Linked DNA regions of Mus musculus: region 2 is linked to region 1. The links are chromatin contacts, called in public HiChIP or PLAC-seq maps. All regions are on one chromosome and are shown on one strand. The core of a region is the stretch at or near the end of the contact, and the rest is flanking DNA. Distances in the headings are between cores, read along the strand shown. Region 1 overlaps Hs1bp3 (HCLS1 binding protein 3). Region 2 has its middle 29 kb from the start of Gm51967.

Region 1 (5,311 bases), core at 1,372-3,871:
TTCAAAAACCCAAGGTGGCACAGTCCCAGGGGAATGACAGCTGAGGTTGTCTTTGGGCTTGCACACACACATGCGCAGGCATGCTCACACAAAAAAAGATTGCTTTGTGGCACCCTAAGAATTTTCTACAATTGAAATAAACAGGTTAAGATGTGGGAAACGCTTCATTTTTAAAAGCAAGAAAGTTGTCTTGTCGGGGAAGAGGTCTGTTGCCATATTTGGTGCAGCATGGCCCTGGCATTGAAGGTGGTCTGTGTGTGCTGTGGACGCCCAGCCTTCTGTCCAGGCCCAGGCGGGCTGCCCGTGTCTGTAGACCCTCTCTGTTACTCCCTTGCTCTCAGGTCCAGGGCAGCTGGTGCCCGTCACTGGTTGCTACAGGAGGTGGATGAGTCTGGAATGACTCCACGAGGCCCCTGGGTGGCCAGAGGGAGGCTGCTCTCAGGTGTCAATCACTGTCACCAGAAGTGCCTGAGCCACAGGGAGTGAGACACTTCTTGGCCAGGCAGAGCTTTGGAACTGTCAGCAGCAGCTGCCACATCTCCCCGAGTTTGCTACGCCCGGCTCTGAACGTGGCCCGGCTGTGCATCTGGCTCCTGTCAGACACACAGTAGGAGAACTGGAGTCTGTACACCAGCATGAACATGCTTACACATGCCTGCGGCCACACAGGGACCACTACCTATCTCACACAGCCTGTGCTGGGCAAGATGCCTCTTTAGGTAGCCCTCAGGATCTGCACAGGTTTGCCAGGAAGTCAGGGGCTGCAGACCCTGCTCTGTCCCTGGTGTCAGGACATGGCTTTCTCTCCTGTCAGCGCGGAGGGTGAGCTGCATGTCTGTGGCCAGCTGGGTGGAGGCGTTGGCCTTGGGGAGTGTAGGAGAAGCATGCACAGAGCCCCGGTGACTCAAATCCACATGAAGTGATTGACCCAATCCATCCAACGCGTAGGTTACCATTCTTGTAATGGTGCTGTAATGTCCCCTCCCACCAGCATTAACCCTGAGCTTCCCTGTCTCCCTGCTGCTTTGTTCCACAAGTCAGACTGTCTGTGAGCAAAGCTCCATGAGGGATGGCTTCCCCCTCCCTCATCACCTAGCGGGGTTTATGTTCCTTGTCATGCCACAGTCGGGCTCCTTCAATGTGCGGGGTGACTGGCAGCTGGTCTGCCAGAGACGTTCCTCTCCCCTCAGCCCACTAGCTAAGCTGCCGTTACCTCCTCCAGGAGTCCCTCCCTGTGCCTTCCTTGAGTCCTCTGTGCTCCAGCTGTGACAGCCTGGCTGGCTGGCATCTCAGGTGGGTCTGTCTGCATCACCTAGAGCAGGCACCTCTACAGGGGCACTGCTTGGGGAGTGCTGGTTGGAGGAAGGGGAGGAGGAGGAATGGACAGGCTGCTTGCTGCTGAAAGGCTGGCAGGGGTTATTGTTAGAGGAGCAGCGATGGAATAGAGAAAGGGCTTTGTAAACATGAGCGCTGACAACTGCTGCTCTGACCCCTCATTCCCTGTCTTATTACTTTGTCTGTCTGTCTGTCTGGATGCCTGCCTGCCTGCCTGCCTGTTTCTCCTTCCTTCCTTCCTTCCTTCCTTCCTTCCTTCCTTCCTTCCTTCCTTCCTTCCTCCCTCCCTCCCTCCCTCCCTCCCTCCCTCCCTCCCTTCCTCCCTTCCTTCCTTCCTTCCTTCCTTCCTTCCTTCCAGTCAGCTAATCTGTCTTCCTTCTATCTGATGACTATCCAGCTACACAGGACAGATGCCTATCTGTCGGTCTGTCTGCCTGCCTGCCTTCTTCCTTTTAGTATTTGCTGAACACCTTTCTGCAGTTTTAGGATCAATCAGACAAGACCCTGGGGGCTTCCAGGTCCCCTGATGCCCCTTGTGTTCTCGTGGGTGATCTGAGGGATTTGAGGACAGGACCGCCAGGTAGCTGGGGCAGGGTAGTCAGTGCTGACTGAACACTGTTGTGCTGAGCATCTGCTTCAGTTCAGTGCAGCAGAAATCACAGATGTCACCAAGGAGGACAAAGATGCGTGTCAAGCTTGTGAGGGAAGCTCGCCCAGAACGGTCTAGCCTTATCTGTGTCCGTTCAGGAGGACAGACGGATGGTCTAGCCTTATCTGTGTCTGTCCTGGACGGACTGAGCAGAACTGGGGAAGTGGTTGGAACCTCCCTCACCTGGCTTCCCGCCTGTTCTCTCACGCACTGTGCTTCCTGCTGTTCTTGATCCGTAGGCGGCTTTGCTCCCCTGCCCTCTGGGCCTTTTAAGTGGGTAGCATGCGCATTGGGTCCCCAAAGAAAGTGGTTTCTGAGTGGAGGGCAAAGCTACCAGAATGGCTGAGGATCAGCCTCAAGCCCTGAAGTGACTGGCCAGGCACTGCCGATACAGGTGTAAATGGGGTTCTCTGCCAGTCACTGCTGCTGTGCCCACTGGATCCAGGGCCAGGGGCCAAGCAAAGGACATTATGATAGGTGATCAAGAGACGGACATATTGGTGATGAAACAGAGCCTACAGTTCTCATAGGGCTGGTCTAAGGGCCCCCCAACCCCAGTCGATGGTCACATTCCACAGAGCCGTGCTCACAGCTTCCATCCAGGGCCTTCTAGGCATATTGACACAGGGAGTCCAGACTCTGGTCACCCTTGCTAGGGCCATGGCCTCTGTTAGTCACCAGGACTGTTGATTCTGCCTGATAGATAAAACTACAGGGGCGCCCTCCCACAAGGAGCAGCTGAGTCCACCCTGCAGGATCTGAGAGGAGCTAGAGCCGAGGCTTTCTGAAGGGTGCGAGCTAGCGAGCTAGCGATCCTTCACCCACCCCCAGCACCACAGGCAGGCCAGAGCTCTGTTGGCACTTCACCATGGTGGCCCCTGTTGACGTGCACATACTGCAGTAGGGACACAGATGCCATCACTGTTGAACTGTGCCACTTTCACCCCAGTGGACAACACAGACAATTCTGTTCATGGGATATTGAGAGTAACAAGCAAAGTCATAAGTATTGTCCTAGTATGATCATAATTAGTTACTACCCTACTCCCAGGCCCAAAATGTCCAGCCTGCTAGGCGATCTCCACCAGACACGCTATGCCTCTGAACTGGGGTGGGAGGGGGGTGGTTCTGCAGGAATAGTCACCTCAGAGTCCCTGGCCTTGCAGCACCCAGGGACCTGGTATTTTTATCTGAGACTGGATAGTCTGTGTTACAGCTTTTGGCAATGGCCAGCCTCTGTGCAGTTTGCCACTGTGTTGCCAACATGAGCTCAGAGGTGACCTCAGCCCAGTGGAACCGGCTGCCAGGCGCTTGGGAGAATGCAATCCTGGGTTCCAGTAAAAAGGAAAAACAAAACAAAACAAAAAACTTTTGCCGTTTATAGGAATCTTAAAATGCCTAACGTGGGTGGCAGCCCCAGAGCTTGAGGTCAGCTTGTTAAAATAAAACCAAGTTTGTGATCTGGAGACAGTGTCACAAAGGCAGCCCAGATCATGTGATCCAGCAAACATGAAGCTTGCCTATCCACCTGGATCAAGAAATAAAACTGTGGCACACCCCAAGAAACCTCTCTGGTGACCCCCAGTTTCCCACCACAAGCATCTCAGGGCAGGAGCTCTTCAGTCAGGGAACAGGTGTGGCAGAGCCAAGCCCACCTGACTCCAGAGGAACTTCAGAAGGGCTACCCTACCCAGGGGGAACCACATTGTTGCTTAGAAGGGCAGCAGGTATACTACTTAGAGAAGACTGATGTTCAATGTCCGGCAAAGCAGGGCTTAGGCTTTGTGATGGTTAATATTGCCCGTCTAACAGGATCAAGGATTAACTAGAAAGCTAGCCTCTGAGCGTATCTGTGAAGGGTTTTTGGATTGGACTAATTGAGGTTGGAAACCCCTCCCTAAATATGGGCAGCACCAGGGTATGGTCTGGTGTCCTGGACTTAATAAAGGGGTAAAGCAAACCAAGCACCAACATTAACCCCCACCCTGGGGGGGCCGCCATGGTAGACAAACCGTGAACCTATGCAATCCCTGCCTTCTTGAAGTTGTTTTGTTATTGTTGTTGTTGTTGTTCATTGTTTTGTACCAGACAAAAGAGAAGTCACTAACATAGGCATCCTCCTGCTCTCCTGGACCCTATCCCTTGAACTTTGAGCCCCAGATTACATCAACCCCATGTCTAAGTGGCTGTGGGGTGCAGGCTTCTGACCCCAAGGTCTCTGTTAGGTAGCTCCACTGTCTTAGTTAGGGTTTCTTTCCATTGCTATGAAGAGACACCATGACTAAGGCAGCTCTCATAATGGACAACATTTAATTGGGACTGGCTTACAGGTTCAGAGGCTCAGTCCATTATCATCATAGTGGGAAGCATGGCAGCATCCAGGCAGGCATGGTGGTGGAAGAGTTGAGAGTTCTACATCTTGTTCCAAAGGCAAACAGGAAAAAACTGCTGTCTTCTGGGCAGCTAGGAGGAGGGCCTCAAAGCCACCCCTACAGTGACACACTTCCTCCAACAAAGCCACACCAACAAGGCTCCCTGGGTCAAGCGTATTGAAACCACCAGTCACCTTCAGAAGAAAAGCATGTTGTCGGGCCCATGGACATGTGGTGGCATGATACTCAAGAAGGTTAGCAGCTGTCTGGCCATCAGTCTGTAGTCCTGATAGCTCCTTGCTTCTCCTGCCTTTCCCAGTCCCCATCACACCTGAGCACAGTAGTGGGGGCTCATCACTTCAGTAGCGGGTGTGGGGGTCTCTTTGCTCTATGTCAGATGATAACAAAGCTCATTCCTAGCACATGGCCAACCCTGCCTCCTCCCTTCTCCCTGCTCTTGCCTGCTTGACCCCCTTGGGTCAGGAGGACCTGTCAGCTGAAGATTTGACGACTACTAAGGTTGCTTCACATGCCAAGATGGCTCTGGTTGGGCTACCCCTGACCTTCCTATGGTCCTCCGTTGAACTTCTTCTATGTTCCTTGGCATCCAGAAGGCCCAGCTGAGCTGGGGACCTGGAAATGACCAGTAGGCCCCCAGTATACTCATGAGAATCCTTACCTTGTGTTTTATCTCCAGCTCCAAGAAGCCCAAGAAACGCCCAGAAGTGGCCGTGAGGCCCAAGCCTGCACCTCGGCTCACCATCTTTGATGAGGAGGTAGACCCTGACGCGGGGCTCTTCAGCTCAGACAAGAAGGTGTCTGAGACCCGGAGACCCCTGGAGACCACACAGGACTGTAAGTACTAGTGTTGTTCCTGGTACTGGCTTAGAGCTTGGTGAATGTCTATGTCCCTGAGAAAGTGGGTCTCATCCTTGTCCTGTTTAGATAGAATACA
Region 2 (5,244 bases), core at 231-2,730, 85 kb after region 1:
AACAGGACACCCCTGCTGTCCTGTGGCTTCCAGACAGCCTGGCCAAAAGGCCATGGCTGGGGGCAGTAAAGAGTAGCCAGAGGAAGTCCGGAAGTCTGTCTTCAGACTTCACTGAGCCATCATCTTTAGAACTTAGAGCTTAGTGTCTAGAACATAGAGTGTATGAAGAATGAGATTTTTCTTTTGTTCCTCCTTAGATAATTTTAAATGTTTGATAACTGTGAAGCTACCTTTCCTGATGTTGTTAAGCAAAAGTAGTATGTGTCTGTGTGTTTGTGTCTGTGTGTGGGTGGTGTGTGTGCATGCCTATCTGTGTGCATCTCTGTGTGTGTCCATATTTCTTTATGTGTGTATGTATGTCTGTGTATGTGCATGCATCTCTCTGTGTATACGTGCCTCTGTGTGTGTATCTGTGTTTCTGTGTGAATGTGTGTGCAGTATGTGTGTATGAGTACGCATGCATGTCAGTGTACATTTGTTCCTGTGTTTGTGTGGATATCTGATTTCTGTGTGTGTAGGTGTATATGTTTGTGTGTATCTGTGTGTGAGGTGTGTGTCTGTATTTGTGTGCCTCTGTATGTGTGATGTATATGTCTGTATTTACATATGTGTGGTGTATATGTCTATATTTGTGTGTGTGTGTTGTATGTCTGTATATGTGTGTGTGTGTGTGAGTTATAAACTTGGATCTGCATCCACACAAAGCCCAACACACTAAAAGATGTTGAATGAACATGAGTCAGATGAATGAAGAAGTGGTATTGAGGTGCACCTACCATCTTCCAGCCATTACTGATCCAGCAGACAGCACTTAGTACCATGTTAGAAGGTTTTAACCTCAGCTTTTATTGAGTATTCCACCATAGAAGGAATGATTGGATTCAATTTAGAAATAATTCTTCCCAGCAATAAATGGAAGGAAATCAACTTAAATGCATAATTGTTTCAAATAATTGGAATACTTGGCAAGTTACTCCCTTAGGAACTTAACCTGCGCTGGTGGTTGGTAAGTGAGGATTATAGAGACCAAGGCTCAGCAGAAATGCCCATGGACCAAGGATACAGGACAGACAGTCTGTAGATAGGATGCATCTTGTTTGGTGCAGAAGGATGATAAGGCAGGTGGCTGGAAAGAGATTGGTAAGATTTCAAACTCTGCTTATTTTCTGTGTTGTGGTTCAGAGAAAGCTGAGAAATGTCAGAGGGGTCAGAACTGGCTATGGTACAAGGCCTGTGCTGGAGAAGGGCCTGGGAGCACAGCGGCTGGGGAGCTCCACCGTGGAACATAGCTTCAGGGTGTGTGAGGTTCCGGGTTCAACCCCCAACTCTAGAGAGAATTTCCTAATCACAAGCGAAGACCTCTGGGTCTGAAAGCAATTTCCCTTGTGCCATTTGGAGCCCAGAACACTTTGTCTACTGAGTCACTTGGCAAATATTTGAGTGCTTCCTCGCAAGGACTTTTGAAAGGGAGAATTTGAAAGTATTTTAACAAAGACAATGAGCAGTGTGGATAAGAAACTAACCAATCAGAGCTGACACATTGGGGTGTGTAGAGGTGTGACCTCAGCCCTGGTGCTGAAGACAGATTCAGCCTCAGAACACAGGTCTCCCACATTCTAGCGGCCTGGGAGAGGGGTGTCAGCAGCTTCTCAGAAAGGAGGATTCGAAGCTGGATCCTGCAGGAGCAGAGCTGGAGAAGGGAGGGGAAAGAGTACTTCAGGACTCACGGGGGCAGTGTGTGGATGTCACAAACACAAAGTTCCGTAGCAAAAGAGTCCCTTCAACTCCAGGAGGCTTCTAGTAGCTAGATGAGGCCGGTCAGGAGCAGTGATGCTGGCAAGCCATAGAGGAGCTGGAATGACCTAGTGCTTATTGGAACCTTAATGTTTCCAGTTGACTGGAAGAAGTGGAAAGATTTTAAATCAGAGAAAGAGGTGAAGTCAGTTTTTCTTTTGAACGATCATTGTCTATATTCTAATCAACCAGAATATAAAAGCCCAAAGTGGCCAAAATTCCTTAAGTGACAGAAGACAAGCCAGTGTTTACCCAAGACTAATGTGTGCAGCAGTCCGTATCCGGAGGCTGCGATGCTTCTGTCTCTGTGCTGATCTGCTATGACACCTTGACACCTTGACACCTTGACACTGTGGATAGAAGAGGACTAAGGAGAGCCGGGAAATGTAAACCTTCCTTACTCTTTATCAGCAACTCTCAAATTCTTTGATCACTGGACCCTTGTTTTATTTTTTTTTAAGATTTATTTGATGTATTTGAGTATATTGTAGCTGTCTTCAGACACACCAGAAAAGGGCATCGGATCCCATTATAGATGATTGTGAGCCACCATGTGGTTGCTGGGAATTGAACTCAGGACCTCTGGGAGAGCAGCCAGTGCTCTTAACGGCTGAGCCATCTCTCCAGCCCTGGACCCTTGTTTTATAATTTTAAAAATTGCACATGCATTTAATCCCAGCACTCAGGAGGCAAAGGCAGGCAGATCTCCAGGTTCAAGGACAGCCTAGTCTACAGAGTTCCCGGACAAGCAGGGCTACGCAGAAAAACTCTGTCTCAAAAAAAAAAAAAAAACAAAAAAACAAAAAAAAACAAACAAACAACAAAAAAAAACCAACAACAATAGTAGGAATAAGAAAATAAAAACCTGAGACCCCAGGTAGATGTGGTGCTTCATTCTCATAATTGAAGCACTTGGAAGGCTGAGACAGGAAGATTACGAGAAGTTTGAGGGTATCCTGGGCTACACAGTAAGTTCTAGGCCAGTCTGGGCTATAAAGTCAGATAATAACTCAAATAAACAAGCAAAGCCTCACAACAAAAACCTCCCTCAAGTAAATGGAGACTCCTAAGGTTTGGTGGGAGGAGAGAGACGGGGTCTCATGCAGCTCAGGGCTACCACAAACTGTGTAGCTGAGTGACTTGAAACTCCAGATCCTCTGGCCTCCACCCCCCATAGGTTGGAATTACAGCTGTGCACCGCCAGAACCAGATTCCCAAAGATCTCTTATGCTCATAGGCTGCATTTCTCAACATTTACCATCTTAGCCATTGGGCATGTTTCAAATTACTCAATAACTTAATTTAAAACGGTAATAGTATACCCATCTATGTGTCAATGTGAGTAAAATATGTTTATGAAAATGGAGTTACCCAAATGAAAGTAGACAGAGTGAAGAATTCCTCAGTGAACCAGTTCAATCTGCTGACGTACTGCATGCCACGTAGAAGATCCCACTTTATAATACAAATGAGGGAGGAAAAATAGGCGGAGACTGTCTTAATTTTTGTGGGGTTTTTTTGTTTGTTTGTTTGCTTTGCTTTGTTTGGAGACTGGGTCTCATGTGACCCAGGCCAGCCTTGGATTCATCTTGTAGCCAAAGATGACACTGAACTTCTGAGCTGAGTGCCTGGATGACAGATGTGGACATCTGGGTTTCTGTTCGCTTTGTTTTGTCTTAGTATTCTAACATAAATAGTATCTATCTAGAGACGTTTTCAGGGCTCCCTAGGGGCCTCTGTCCTAACGTAGATCTTGAACTCATGGGCCTGCCCTTTGTGAGGAGCAAACACAACAGCTCTTCCCTGGGTGTCTCCTGTGGTGGATCCCATGCCCTCCTTTAGAGTGTGGCTCAGTATGTTTATGGCTATAGACGAGCACCCACCCTCTACTGTCAGGGTCCTAGCTAACTTCATAGCTTCATCTAAACTTAGTCATCTCTCCCAGGTCCCACGTCCAAGTACAGAGCCTGCGGGGCTAGGACATACTAACTGAGGGAGGGACACAGAGTCCATACCAGACCATAATTACTGATGCTCAGAGTCAGGGCTGGCCAACACTTGGACTGTAAGCAAGGTTCACCACAGCCCATTGATGTGAGTCCTGGAGAATGAACCTGCTTTGTCATGGTTGGTGGCAAGTCCTTTACCAGCCAAGCCATCGCTCATCCCTCATCTTCTTTCTCTTCTCCTTTTTAAATGTTTAAAATTTGCTTTATATGTATGTATGTTTTGCCCCCATTTAGGTCTGTGTACCACATGTGTGCCTGGTGCCCAGGGCAAGCCAGAAGGGGTGTTGGATTGCCTGGAGCTGGCGTTACAGAGGGTTGTGAGCCACCATGTGACCTCTGAGCCATTTCCCCAGGTTCTCACCTGATTTTCTTGTCTCTTATCAGCTGCTATCCAACAAGAGTATGACAAGCTATACAAATAACCCATCAAATATCCCTCCCTCCCCTCCCCTCCCCTCCTCTCCCCTCCCTTTCCCTCCCTCCCTCCCTCCCTCCCTTCCTTCCTTCCTCCCTTCCTCCCTTCCTTCCTTCCTTCCTTCCTTCCTTCCTTCCTTCCTTCCTTCCTTCTTTCCTTCTTTCCTTCTTTCCTCCTCCTTTTGTTTGTTTGCTTGTTTGAGACAGGGTTTCACTGTATATCTCTGGCTGTCCTGGAACTGCCTATGTAGACTAGACTGGTCTTGAACTCACAAACAGCTGCCTGCCTCTCTGTCTCCTGAGTGTTGGGTTTAAAAGTATGTACCACTATGCCTGACTTTTTAAAACTTTCATTTCATTTGTATGTATATGGGAGTTCTGTCTGCAAGTCTATGCGGTATGTTTGTGCCCTCAGAGAGGGCAGAGGTGTCATCAGATGCCCTAGAACTGGAGTCACACATACGTGGTTATGACACCCAATATTGGTGCTGAGAATCGAATCTGGGTCTTCTGGAAGAGCACCCAGTGCTTTTAACTGCTGAGCCATCTCTCCTAGCTGTAGAGGCCTCTTTCTAGTGGCTCTTCCAGACATCAAAACTCCACAGTGAGGAGTCTCAGCCTACACTAGGGATGTCTCCCTGATGGGTCTGCCCCTGCAAACATAGTTCTTCAATAATACATGGAGTTATTAGCACCAGGCAGAAGATAACTGCCTCCCTCCCAGCCATCAAAGCTGCTGCAGGAGGTTGGGGGTGCGGGTGGGGGAATGACATGTGGGTGATCAGATTTCATGGGCTCTCCGTAATGGCTGTCCTCGTATGAGATTAGGATGGGCTGTTTCATGTGCAACGATGAAAGCAGCAAGGATTTGGGAGAAAATCCAGCTTCCAAGAGAAATCAAAATGTTTCTATTTCATTACAAATGGATGCATGACACATCTAATCACTCCTGTGAGAGGGAACACTGCAGGACCAGCTGTCTGGATCAGCAGTTACCCTTAGATGGCATGTAAAAATGTAGGATGCA

The links. HiChIP or PLAC-seq counts read pairs in DNA pulled down with a chosen protein or histone mark.
Region 2: a contact with region 1 is called in an HNF4G HiChIP or PLAC-seq map of pancreatic cancer cells. The contact joins two enhancer-like sites. A contact is called at or near these places in 6 of 39 promoter capture datasets (the 3T3-L1 cell line, 3T3-L1-derived adipocytes, the C10 cell line and 3 more), 15 of 484 Hi-C or Micro-C datasets (the AML12 cell line, B-cell progenitors, CD8 T cells and 10 more) and 8 of 115 datasets of contacts at active chromatin or transcription factors (the HPC-7 cell line, acute myeloid leukemia, double positive thymocytes and 5 more).

Annotation. Positions count from the first base shown.
Region 1 is chr12:8,331,185-8,336,495 of GRCm38.p6, forward strand. Hs1bp3 (HCLS1 binding protein 3) reads left to right here. Exons shown (of 7, transcript NM_021429.3): 5 at 5,054-5,211. Among named protein-coding and RNA genes, the nearest start is that of Hs1bp3, 20 kb to the left of the region's middle. Within about 2 kb of position 2,622, at least 67 of the 459 cell types and tissues checked have an H3K27ac peak or open chromatin away from gene starts, as enhancers often do. A contact at or near this core is called in pancreatic cancer cells, where this site is marked.
Region 2 is chr12:8,417,676-8,422,919 of GRCm38.p6, forward strand. No RefSeq gene overlaps it. Among named protein-coding and RNA genes, the nearest start is that of Gm51967, 29 kb to the right of the region's middle. Within about 2 kb of position 1,481, at least 25 of the 459 cell types and tissues checked have an H3K27ac peak or open chromatin away from gene starts, as enhancers often do. A contact at or near this core is called in pancreatic cancer cells, where this site is marked.